Linked DNA regions of Gossypium hirsutum: region 2 is linked to region 1. Evidence: chromatin contacts called from public Hi-C data. All regions are on one chromosome and are shown on one strand. Each heading gives the region's core, a stretch centred on a gene start, on an enhancer-like site or on the middle of the called end of the contact. The rest is flanking DNA. Distances are from core to core; before and after follow the strand shown.

What was found. A called contact is a pair of places that touch in the nucleus more often than the background predicts.
Region 2: a contact with region 1 is called in a Hi-C map of leaf, with 2.8 times the contacts expected there. The contact joins the promoter of LOC107929437 here to the promoter of LOC107929449 in region 1. A contact is called at or near these places in 4 of 34 Hi-C or Micro-C datasets (callus and leaf).

The regions. Positions count from the first base shown.
Region 1 is chrA08:110,705,733-110,712,159 of Gossypium_hirsutum_v2.1, reverse strand. LOC107929449 (protein LOW PSII ACCUMULATION 3, chloroplastic) reads left to right here and starts at 3,675. Exons shown (of 9, transcript XM_016860877.2): 1 at 3,675-3,909; 2 at 4,140-4,334; 3 at 4,491-4,538; 4 at 4,638-4,677; 5 at 4,758-4,858; 6 at 4,975-5,164; 7 at 5,245-5,343; 8 at 5,436-5,553; 9 at 5,649-6,039. The coding sequence starts at 3,859. The coding sequence ends at 5,769. It also overlaps the pseudogene LOC107929450.
Region 2 is chrA08:110,986,034-110,992,460 of Gossypium_hirsutum_v2.1, reverse strand. It overlaps LOC107929437 (DNA (cytosine-5)-methyltransferase CMT2), which reads left to right and starts at 3,936. Exons shown (of 23, transcript XM_041074411.1): 1 at 3,936-4,793; 2 at 5,394-5,428; 3 at 5,553-6,300. The coding sequence starts at 4,344.

The DNA of each region.
Region 1 (6,427 bases), core at 2,426-4,925:
GTACACTTGCACAAACCTACGCGTTACAGTCACTGAATAAGCACAAAGCAAGACTTGTTGTGAAGGGGTAAACCAACAATATGGTGTTTACTTTTCAAAAACCTTTGCACCAGTTGCAACGTTAGACACTATAAGGCTTTTATTTGCCTTGGCTACTCAAAAGCAATGGAAAGTATAGCAATTAGATGTTAATCTACTTTTTTGAATGGTTTTCTCAAGGAGGAAGTTTTCATTGAACACCCAAAAGGGTTCAAAGTGATTGGTGAAGAGCAAAAAGTTTACAAGCTCATGACGGCCTTGTATAGCCTAAAACAGGCTCCAAGGGCCCGGTATGACAGAATCGATGCCTATTTGACAAGGCTTGGGTTTGAAAAGAGCATAAGTGAGCCTACTCTTTATGTAAAGAAATCTGAGAATGAGAACTTGCTGATTGTGTCATTGTATGTGGATGATTTGCTAGTAACTGGTTGCAGAAAGGAGTTAATAGATGAGTTTAAGAAGCAGATGCAAGATATGTTTGAGATGACTAACTTAGGGGAGATGACTTACTTTCTTGGCATGGAGATAAATCAAACTCAACATGCCACCTTTATAGGTCAGCAAGCATTTGCTTTGAAAATTTTGAACAAAATGTGCATAACAAATTGCAAACCTGCTAACACTCTAGTGGCACAAGGTGAGAAACTCTCCAACAAAAATGATCATGAAAAGGTGGATGAGAAAGGGTGTGGAAGTCTTGTAGGTTGCCTACTCTACTTGACAACTATAAGGCCTGACATTATGTTTGCGGTCAACCTTTTATCTAGGTTCATGCACTGTTGTAATGTTTCTCATTTCAAAGCAGCTAAGAGGGTCCTAAGATATGTCAAAGAAACTCGTAACTTTTGGGTAAATTTTGTGAGAACTGAAGAACTCAAGCTGTTGAGATACTTAGATAGTGACTGGGCAGGCTCTATTGATGATATGAATAGCACATCGAGTTATTTTTTCACTTTAGGCTCAGGATTCTTTTGTTGGAGTTCAAAGAAGCAACAAATTGTGGCTCAAACAACAGCAAAAGCAGAGTATATTGTAGCTGCTACAGCTATTAATCAGGCCATTTGGCTAAGAAAGCTTTTATGTGATTTGAATGAGAGCCAAGATGAACCAACTAAAATCAAAGTGGATAATCAGCCAGTTGTTGCCATAGCAAAAAATCATGTGTTTCATGGAAAAACGAAACACTTTAAAATCATATATCACTTTGTTAGGGAAGCTGAGCAATCAAAGGAAGTCAAATTGATCCATCGCAAATCAGAAGATCAGTTTGCTGACATTTTAACCAAGCCTTTTAGGACTGCAAGGTTCGAGAATTTGAGAAGAAATATTGGTGTTTGCTGCATAGAAGCCAAAGAGGAGTGTTGGACAATGGCTAGCAATGCAGCAGCAAAGATGTTTTAAAGCTTTGCCATATCAACTATTTTGTTTCTTGTTTACAACTAGTCTAATTCACTTTGTAATCAGTTTTGTTGATGCACAAAGACTACTTAGCTTATTAGTTTGATAATGTACTAATGTTTAGGTGTTGATTTTATCTGATAAGTTAGTTCAATGATGTTAGTGAGAGTAGTTATGTATTTGATAACTATTTGTAACTTAAGGACACTGCTTTAATAAAAATCAGTAATAGAGATCATTTGATCATCTTCTTTAGTTTCTTTTCTTTCATTTTTCCTTTCTTTTGTTGTTGATAACCTCAATAGAACTCAACAATCTAAGATGGAGGGTCTTACTGATTCTTCCAAATTAATTGGTTCTTATAGAACCATAAACTCCACAAGACCACCAGAATATGGTTCCACTACAGACAATCAGCAAATGAAAAAACAGAGGCAATGAAATCCTTCACTGACATCTTATACAATTGTTTTTAGTGATACACACTTTCTCTTTCAATCGGCCTTTGCAAGATATAAAATTGCGAACACACGTTCACAAGAAATCCTTCACCTTTGGTGGTACCTTAGCATTCCAAATCGTTTGCCAAGGAAAATCCACAACATGTCAAACCGCAATAGCATAACAAGACTTAACATCAAACACCCCATTCTTACTATAGTGCCAAATTTGTTGATCATGTTGGCCATAAAGACTGATCCTAGGCGCATCATAAGGCTATAAAAAACCTTCAACAAGGGTAACATTCCAAGCTTTAACATTCTTCATGAGCAAATCACTAACTCGTAAACATTCCATATCCGATAAAGGCTCTGAATCATTAAAAAAATTTATTGTCATGGGAATCTATGAAATGTCGCCCATCACCCAATCTCCATCATACTCTTTTAAAAAGCAGATGCTTTGTAATAAAAAAAATACTCCTCCATATAAATAAAGGATTATTCAAGGAAATCACAATGTCGAAAATATTTACCTTTCAAAATTCTACAGAAAATATCATCATATTATTTTTATTATAATTATATTTAAAAATAAATTATATATTATATAATTTTTGACTCACTAATAATAATTATGGAACGTTGCCTTTTTTATTATGAGTTTTTTTATTTTTTTTATTTAATTATTTTTATATTATGATCATATCACATATTCATATTACGGATAACATTATCGACTCTAATTCACCACATCTAGATAACTGATAAATTATTAGTGAATTATATTAAAATTCCTCAATGATAAATTAATTAATTAATTTAAATATTATTAAATCTAAATGCAACTATTATCTTCTAAAATGTTATTTTGAATATTTTCGCAATGAAATGGAGGCATTAATTATTCAATTATTCAATTATTAGCGTATTTCTATTTTGGTCATTGAACTACAAAAATCTTCAATTTTGTCATTAACAATATATTTTGTTTCTCTTTTAATCACATTCCATTAAATTGTTAATGGAAATGGTGAGGTGACCCTTTTTTTTACTTAATATAATAACATATTTAGTCTTCAACATTTGCTTATTCTATTAAATTAACTTTAATTTTAAATAATTCAATAAATTTAACTAACAATTTAATTCTCAAACATTTATAAATTTAACCCTTAACCTTTAAAAAAGGGATAATGTACACCCAAAGTCACTAAACTATTAGTAAATTTACATTTTTATCACTCAACTTTAAAAAGTTACAAAATGATTACTAAACTATTAGAAAGTCTTCATTTAAGTCGTTGGGCTGTTAAAATTACTAATGTATGGTCTTTTCTGTTTGCGTCGCTTGCACCAATCGAAAACTCCCATTTCCCTTTTCTTCTACAATTTGTTTTTTTTTTCATGAAACAGTTTTGAACATCACGAATCTGCGAACCAAAACCCAAATAGTTTTCTTTTTCAATCTCTAACATTGACCATCAGATCAATTTGAATCTAAGATATGTTCTTTTACTCATCGATGGATATTGATCCATTGTACCAATCGTCGAACCTTTGCTTGGAGCTCACTAACTAGATTTAAAAAGAAAAAGAAAAAAAAGAAACTTAACAGCTTAATGACTTAATAACTTAAATAAAAACTTTCAAATAGTTCAATGACTTAAATGAAAACTTTCCAATAATCATTTTGTAATTTTTTAAAATTGAGTGACTAAAACGTTAATTAGCTAATAGTTTAATTACCTTGGGTGTAGTTTGACCTTAAAAAAACAAATTAAATAAACTTTAAACGTATTTCATTCTAAGGATAAGTGCTTGCATTAAAAGAGGATAATGCAGGAAGTAGAAAAACAATACTGAGTGGTGCACAACACGGCACATCATACAGAATGCAGTGTGGCGATGAGAAAATAAACTAGAATATTGTTCATCTAACAACGAACATAACGGTCTTTGTAGTTCGAAACCAAAAGAGATGCTGCTATCCAATCCCGGTTTTGCAGTGTCTTCAACCCCACATCGGATGGTAAACGACTCGCTTCTTCATCTCTTTTTTTATGTTTCTTCGAATATTAATGTTCAATGCCCCCACACCACTCGAATTAACTCACTACCTATGAAAAGCTGTAACACTCTCTTTGATTGGTTATTGATTTAGAGAAATATCCCATTTCTTGATGCATATAGATGAATACCTCTGAAATCATGTGGACTTTTTTGCGTAATGTTTAATTAGTTTGTACCACCAAATTGTAGGTTTTTCAGTCCAGAAGCCATTGGACTGAAGCAGAAGCCAACACAAATGCGGTTATAAAAGGGAAAATTGGTTTGCACCAAATAGTAGGTTCTTCAAGGAATCTCAAGTTTATAAGTCGTTCAGTTTCTGAGGGGGAAGCCTTGACTGAATATGATACTCCATTCCCCAATGATTACATTGACCTTCTTAAACAAGTAAGCCTTGGGTATCTTATTTTAATGCTGCATCTTACGTATATATATATATATATATATATACTAATCTGTCATGCAATTTCTAAGATAATTTCTTGCAACTATCGCTGCTGTAAAATCTTATTATTCCTTTGGACAATGTCTGTCAAATAACAGGCAAAAAGGGCAACAGAATTGGCTTTGAAGGATGGCAAACAGTTGATGGTGAGATAGATAGCACTGTGTAATAATTGAAGAGTTTAAAGGCAAATTACATGGTTCAGTCTCAATATATAGTTCGTGACATACAAATATCTATTGCAGGAGATTGAATTCCCAACAGCTGGACTTGGATCTGTACCAGGTTCTTCTCTCCCCTTCTCATGTGTCTTTTCTCTTTTATTTTTGAACTTATATATATCATAAGTTAACTACACATACAAGGTGACGGTGAAGGAGGAAATGAAATGACTGGAAGTATGCAGTTGATTCGTGAATTTTGTGACATTTTGGTAGCTCCAGAGAAAGTTACACGAACCAGAATAGTAAGTGCCAATAGCAAAGTGTATTTAATGTGAAGAGGGAGGCACCAACAACTGTAAGGCCTAAGCTTATTGCTTATATAATTCATAATAATTTATGTCTGCTGTTAAGTTTTCAGTTTTTCCCAGAGGCAAACGAAGTTAAATTTGCAAGACAAGTGTTTGAAGGAGTTTCGTTCAAATTAGACTATCTAACAAAACCATCCTTCTTCGAGGATTTCGGTTTTGGTGAGAAAGTGAAAATGGCAGACAGGGTAAAGCCAGAGGATGAACTGTTCCTTGTTGGTTATCCTTATTTTAACGTCAATGGTAGCTTATCGAACACCCTGAATTCTTTTCGATGTGTACTCCATGAAGCTTTTATGTATGGTATGCAATCCATTATGCAGAAATGATTGTGGTGGAAGAGCTTTACAAGGAAGCTGTAATGAACACCAACAGGAAAATGATTATATTCAATGGAGAACTCGACCGTATAAGATCTGGATGTATCCTTTCCTTGGCAACTCATCCATAGTTTTTCAATCATTTAGATTTCAAATGATAGCTTAAATAGTTGTCCTTGAATGAATGAGCTAAGATTATCCATCTTTTTTCTATCCTAAGCTGGCAGCACTAACCAAATCCCTCCTGCCCATGATGGAGACTGTATATTACATACATAACTTCAAGGGACGAAATGGAGGGACACTTTTCAGGTTTGTCTTCATAACCTTTTCTTTTTTCTTGCTGACTGAATTGTCTTGAGCTTTTTCACAGCTAAATGAAACAACTTGTGCTTCTCTTCAATTAGGTGCTATCCAGGTCCTTGGAGAGTGCTTAGAAGGATGGGTAATAAGTACTTTTGTGTGCACCAGCAGGAGAAAATGCCATCCCTCAAGGAAGTTGCTTTGGATATTCTCCCTGCTGCTTGAGGTTTGGGAATTTCATGCTTACCATGTGGCATGAATTACACCCTCCACCAGCTATTACCACCAGATTCCATCACTACACGTATCCCTCCAGCAAGCATAGCATGATGTAAATATGACAATGAAAATGTTCAATAAATTAATTTCTTTTGAAGAGGAAAACAGTTAAAAACTTCATTTTGGGAAATAACAGCAGCCTCATCTAGCCTCCCTACTGGCTACTGGTTATTAATAAACATCATTCGTTCAGGTAATAAATTACCCTATTCTCTCTTTCTTCTTCTGCACATATGATACTACTTCATTCCCATATGGCCATAATCTTTAAAAGAAAAGAGTTGGAAGAAGGGTAAAACTGATATTTGCTTCATATATATATTACATTAAATGATGACTAACAATCTCATCATCCTATCTTCATCATCTTCCATTTTGTTCCGAAGAAATTTTTGGATTTATTTTTTCCTTAACAAATAGCCCACCAGAGAATAAACGAGCTTCCTGACGTCAGAATTCCATTTTCCTTTCACTTACTTTGGAAAAAAGTATGACATCTTTCTGTAACTGTTAATGACAGAATGCCAAAGAGATTAATATATCAGAACAAATGATTCGTATAAAATCAGCTGTGGTCAAAATAATCATGATGGATCCACATCAA
Region 2 (6,427 bases), core at 2,687-5,186, 280 kb before region 1:
GGTGAAATGGTATAAATGAATGTAAATGCACAAATAGAGAAATGTTAAGGTTTGTCTTGATTGTAAGATGATTTAGGTGGTCAAGTATAATTGGTTGATATATGTGTGTGACTTGAGAATCTAGCATTGGTTTTGGGTTATTTTGATGTTTGAATTGTGGTGTCAATGGAGGCACATTGGTTAGGCACATAAGTTGATTGTTTTTTTTGATGTTTTGAGTGTATTTGATTGTGTTTTGAAGGCTTGTAAACATGTGTTTTTGGTATGTCATGGTACCTAAACAATTGGGTTGAAAATGGCTTGTTTTAGGGGCAAACTTTGTAGCACACGGTCGTGTGTCTTTATTATTTTAGGTGCAAGTTTCATACGATTTGAGACACAACTTGCGTCACAGCTATGTGTCTCAAGTCAGTATGTAACACTGTCTGGCACATGACCTATGATATGGTCGTGTATCTCAACATCAATGCACACACAGTTTGGCACAGGACCGTGTAGCCCTATTTCAGATATTTACACGAGTGGAAGCATGAGCTGAGACACGGTCGCATGTCCATATTTTGAATGTCCACACGATCTGGGCTATGTCACACGGCTTGACGATATGGCCGTGTGACCTCTGTTTTTAGAATTTTCAAGTTTTTCTAAAATTTTTTGATTTGTTTCGAATTGATCCCAGAATGTTCCCAAACTGTTTTTAGGGCCCCTTAAACTCAATTTAAGGCCCGTAATTGTATTTTTACTCTGATTTATATGAAATTATTAATTATTATGAGATAATTTGTATAATTGTTTTGGTTTGAATTTAAATGTTCTAAAATGTATGAAAATACTCTGTAACCCTAATTCAGTGACGAAGACGAACTAGGGATGTTATAAAATATATCACTTAAAAAGAAAACAAATATTTAACCTTTTTTTTAATGAAACATGCAACCTAATTATTTTAAAGACTCGTTTGCAATTAAAATTGAAATTAAAACGATTTTGTAAACTTAGTTCTAGAGACTCGTTTACAATTAAAATTGAAATTAAAATGATTTTTTCAAACTTAGTTCTAAATATGAATTCTAAGTTGACTAATCAGTCATCACCTGAACTAACTATTTTAAAACAAGTTTATTATGAATCTTAAAAATAAAATTACATTTTCACACTTAAAATATTAAAATATTAATTTAATTGTTTAAAATTTATAAAAGCATAGCCTATTAAAATGATAAATTTATTTTTTTAATATCTTACTAATATACAATTTAATTTTAACTCCTTTAAAAAAATTCAAACTTGAAAATTAATAAAAATTAAAAAAAATACATATTTAGCAAACAGCTGGGCATATGTCACATAGAGAATCGCTTGAGGATATTTTTAATGTATAGAATAGATTTTCAAATGTGATAAAATAAATTTAATTGATTCAAATATGACGGCCAAAAGAAATTATTTGAACATTAAATTATAAAGCTCACTTTGAATTTTGAACATTCAAGATCCCGCCAAAAGTATAAAGCCAACATTTATATTAGGTTGATGTTATTAATAAATTTAATTACTTTTGATTGTAAAAATAGGGGAGAGATTTTACACTTTTCCCATGAATTTATTGGTTATAATTGTAAAATTAAAGTGATTTTATATTTTTCTTTATTTTTATTGATATTTTATATTTTATATTCTATTTATATAGATTTTTTATGTTAAGTTTGACAAAAATTAAAATTTCAATCTACTTTTTATGTAAAAAATTTTAACCGTTAAATGTATATACTAATATAAATAATATTTTAGATCAATATGATAAAATATTGATTTGATTTAAAAATTTATGTGCAAGTCAAGTATAATTATACTGATAAATTTAACGATTGGATCGTTAAAATATTAATGGTATGAAAAAAGATACTTTTTTGGTACCATGCAAGTCCGTTTTATGGTCAATATTTGGAGTTTGTGACTGTCTCTCTCAACAATATCATCTCCTAAGATCAAACCTATTCAACCAAACTGTATGGAAAAATATAAAAAGGCGTAAAACAATTTTAATTTTATTTATAAATATTTCAACAAAGTATCATATTGAAATTTATTATTCATATAATTTGTTATTGATGTAGAAAAATTATAAATTTATATTATGCGTATATACAATTATTAATTGATTTGTTTGAGTTGGTTTTATAAATTAATTAGATATTAATTCAATTAGTAAATATTATTTTGAGTGATTTTATTTTTATATAAAATTTATGAAAAATAATTTAAACCCATAGTTAATTTAGAAAAACTCATATGTTAGAGACTTGAGAGTAGAAAATATAGATATTTATAGATATAATTTTTATCATTCTAAATAAAAATTATATTTATACCATTTATAAAGTAATTTATTAATTTGGTGTGATCTATTCGGATCTCAATTCAATTAATAAATTATATAAAAAATATTTGTAAAGTAATTTATATAGTTTTGTGAATATTTTTGACTTTTTATAAAAAAAATTGTCCATAATGAGGTTTTTTTAAAAAATAAAGTCCATAATGATATTTGAACCAATGACACATGCATATAATTTTTTTTGTAGAAAAGGACAATATTAAGCGGTTACACTAGATAAAACTATAATCAATAGTAAATAGACATATCGCAATCTCTTTTCAACAAGTTTATAACCGAAGCCCGTGGGGATCTAAATAAACGTATCAAAGAGCTACTTGTATCAACACATTTAATCATGTGATCAGCAATACCATTAAGAGTTCTTGGGATATGTCGGATACGAATCTCCCATTTCTGACGCAAAACTTGATGTAACAGCCGCAGTTCCACTAAACTACTACTAGCTCCCCCACTAAACAAAAGTATATGAAACTTTAGTAAGTATATTTGTTATATAAAATTGTTAAATATTTGTATATGTCGTACATATTTCATATATTATTAATTGTGGTTTCCACCTACATCCACATGTGATTAGGGGTGAACAAAACTTAATTCGATTTAAAAAAATTTGAATTTTGAGTTAATTGAATCGAGTTATTTAAATTATTAGAGTAAACTCAAATTAATAATTTGAGTTTCGAGTTTGAATCAAGTTGAATTTTAAAATTTAAATAACTCAAATAATTCAAATAACAAATTGGTCTAAATACCCTTATGGTCCCTGTCAAGTTTTAAAACGAGAAAATTGGTCTCTCTTGACAAAAATTACAAAAAAATTTAAAATAATTTTTAAAATTCAAAATATTTATAAAAATTCCAAAATTTATATTTATTAAAATATTTTAAAAATTCTAGAATAATAATTTTAAGGACCTAAATAAGTAAATTAATGATTCAAGTTTATGATACTAAAATATTTTTTTTATTTTGCTTTGAAAAAAGTTTTTAAATATATATTGTTTCAAATTTATGTGCTATAACATGAAATTAGTTATACTATAACAATATTTTAATTTGACATGTTCAATTTTCTAATTCAACTTGAACAATTTCACTTGATTCGATTCGACTCGAAAAAATTTCAAATAAAGTTAGAATGATAAAATAAGAATCGTTAACTCAATTAACTCAAATTTTTTTTACTCAATTCGGTCAAACATTCACCTCTACATATTATAGGATTTTTAATTATTATTTAAATGACTGATTTAATTGATATCACTCATTAACTAAATTCTAATTCAATTGATGAACTATCAAAAATTATTTTTTTATAAAGTACCAAACATTACTATAAATATATTTTATTCATTTTATATTTTTACCTAAAATCTTAAAAAATTAAAATTAAAATTAATACATCATAGTTTTTTATACTTACCTTCACCATTTCAACAAAATCTTAATTTTTATAAAAAAATTTAAATATTTTTATTATATAATTTTTTTGTCGTAAATATTATATAATTTATTTTTTCTATTTATCATAAATGGCGTAACGTAGTTAAAAATAAATTCGATCATATCTAAAGTGACCAATGCGTGCTTGCTTTTCATAATTGTGCGCTCTGATTGATCTGATAACCCATTCTCAAAACGTACAAGCCTTCAACAGCACAGATTTAAACACATCAATCCCGTAATTTATCTTTTTCAAATAAAAGAAACAACGTTTTTCCTTGTCTGAACTCCCAAAAGCTGGAGTGCAGTGTAGATCGTATGGAGTGAGGAAAAGTGAAGTCAGTTTCTGCACTTATCGATGCAGTGGCCTCCCGCGGTTCCCCTTATGCTCCACCATCACTCCTCCATCCACATTTGAATTTTTTTTGTTTTTCTGTTTGGTTTCAAATATTGTTTTATCTTCGAAATTATCGAAATTGCCTTTTTTTTTGTTGCATTTATGGAGCCAACAGAAAATTCCGACTCTGATTCCAAATCTCAGTCTCTTACTTTGGTCACAACCGGAGACGATAATGTGGAGCAGCCATTGCCTCTAGAGATTTGCGTCCCGGAAGAAATTGCCGCCGGCGCCGATGATAACAAGCTTCTACCGAGAAGATCCCCCAGTATCTTTCAGTTATTTCCAATTCGGAGTGTTTTTTCGAGGAAATCCGATATAGAAACGGTGCTTAAGAGATGCCTGAGAAGGTCCCCCAGAAATTCAGCGTTGGTCGTTAGGGAGAGCGCAAATGTGAGGCCCAAGGCCATTGTGAGTTTAGAAACTGAAGGTTATAAAAGGAAAATTAAGGAAAGTACGACTGTAGAGGGTAAGAATCTTAGAAGGTCGCCAAGATTTACTACCATTTCAGCTGCCGCTGAAAATAAAAAAGTCCTCTCTCTTTCCTCGAAGGTAACGCCGTTGCTTTTTTGTTTTTCCACTAACTTTAGAATTTAATTTTCCGTCGAGATTTTCTAAATTTATTCTGAAAATAAAGAAGAAATATATTTAACACATTGGGCTGTAAATTACGGTAAGCTAGGAGGTCTGCCATAGTTGTTGCCTTAAGGGATTATGCGTCCAGTCTCCTTTGGTTGGGTTCGGTAAACAGGCACTAGATATTTCGGCGTAGTAAGTTTAGCAGCTAGGTGTGTTGGCCCCTATTCATCGAGCTAAAGCAGTAGTCTTTTTTTTTTCCCCGGTAATCAAATCTTCCTCTATATTTTTTGGAAGGATTTCTCTATTTTTATATTATCTAAGAAGACGGTTTCAGTTGTAATTAAGGCTTTAATTGTAGTTCTATTTCGGTCAACGTAAATTAAAAAATAATACATGTAAACGTGGGTCACATTTATGGCTTCTTAATTCGTCTAATAAATGGCTTTGATTTTCTGCTGCTATATTTCTTGTGGTTTTTTTTTCAAATGCTTTACAAGTCAAAGATGAGGCTTTTTTAGAGGTATGCAACTTACCTGTTTCATTTGTGTGGATTCTTGTTTATGGGTTATGCAGAGTCGAAGCTCAAAAAGTCAACGGTTCAAGTTAAAGTGAGTAGCAATTGCTAATTTCTTTCATTGTTGCATTTTAGTAATATATTGCAGACATGGTCAACCTTGCTCTACATTGTGTGTTCCTGATCTTTCTTTTTATGCTATTTTTTTGTGTCGGTAGAAATAAAGGGGCAAAAATCATGAATATTGAAAGAACCAATGGAATGGGGTTGAGGAGATCTCCACGATTGACTTCGGCCCCACCTGAAACCAAAGGTCGCTCATCAAAAACTATTTTTAAATCCTCTGACAAAGGTTCCTACTCTGAAACAAGATCTTCTGGAAAGTTGAACGGCAAGCGATTATGTCTCTCAAAGACCGAGGAAGCGGATAAAGGAACTTTTCCTTTAAGGCGTAATGAGACAAACTTAAGGCTTATTATTGAAAGGCAGTTAAGAAGATCTCTGAAATTTAGCCAGGCTACTAAAAATGGTAGCAGTGATATCCCTGTTAGAAGATTGGATATGGATGAAGTGGTCTTTTCTGAAGAGAAGCTCTTGGGAATTTCTCCCAGTTCCATGCACGCAACAGAAAATGGCGGCAGTAATGCATCTTTTAGAGAACATAGGAGGGAAATTTCTGATGAAAAGCAGTTTTCTACATTATTGGCTGAAGGTGATAGTGCCGAAGTAAACTCTTCTTCCAATAGATTATCCAATTCATGTGATGAACAGCCTTCCAAGAAATTTAAGATCTCATCAGCAGAATCAGATATTGGAACCTCAGATGAAACATTCTCAAAGAAAGCCAAGGGCTCGTCTCTTTCAGGAAAGAAGAAGAGCCAATCCAAGACTGATGTTATATTTATAGGCAATCCAATCCCGGATGACAAAGCTCAAGAAAGGTGGCGTTGGCGATATGAAATGAAGGTGGTTGATATGAACTACACTGTCAAATGCTATTTCTTTGATTGATTAGGCTGATTGAAGCAGTGACCATAAGTTTTTACTTTATTTTGCCTCTCTTTCCTTTTCTGTCCATTCTGATATCCCTTTA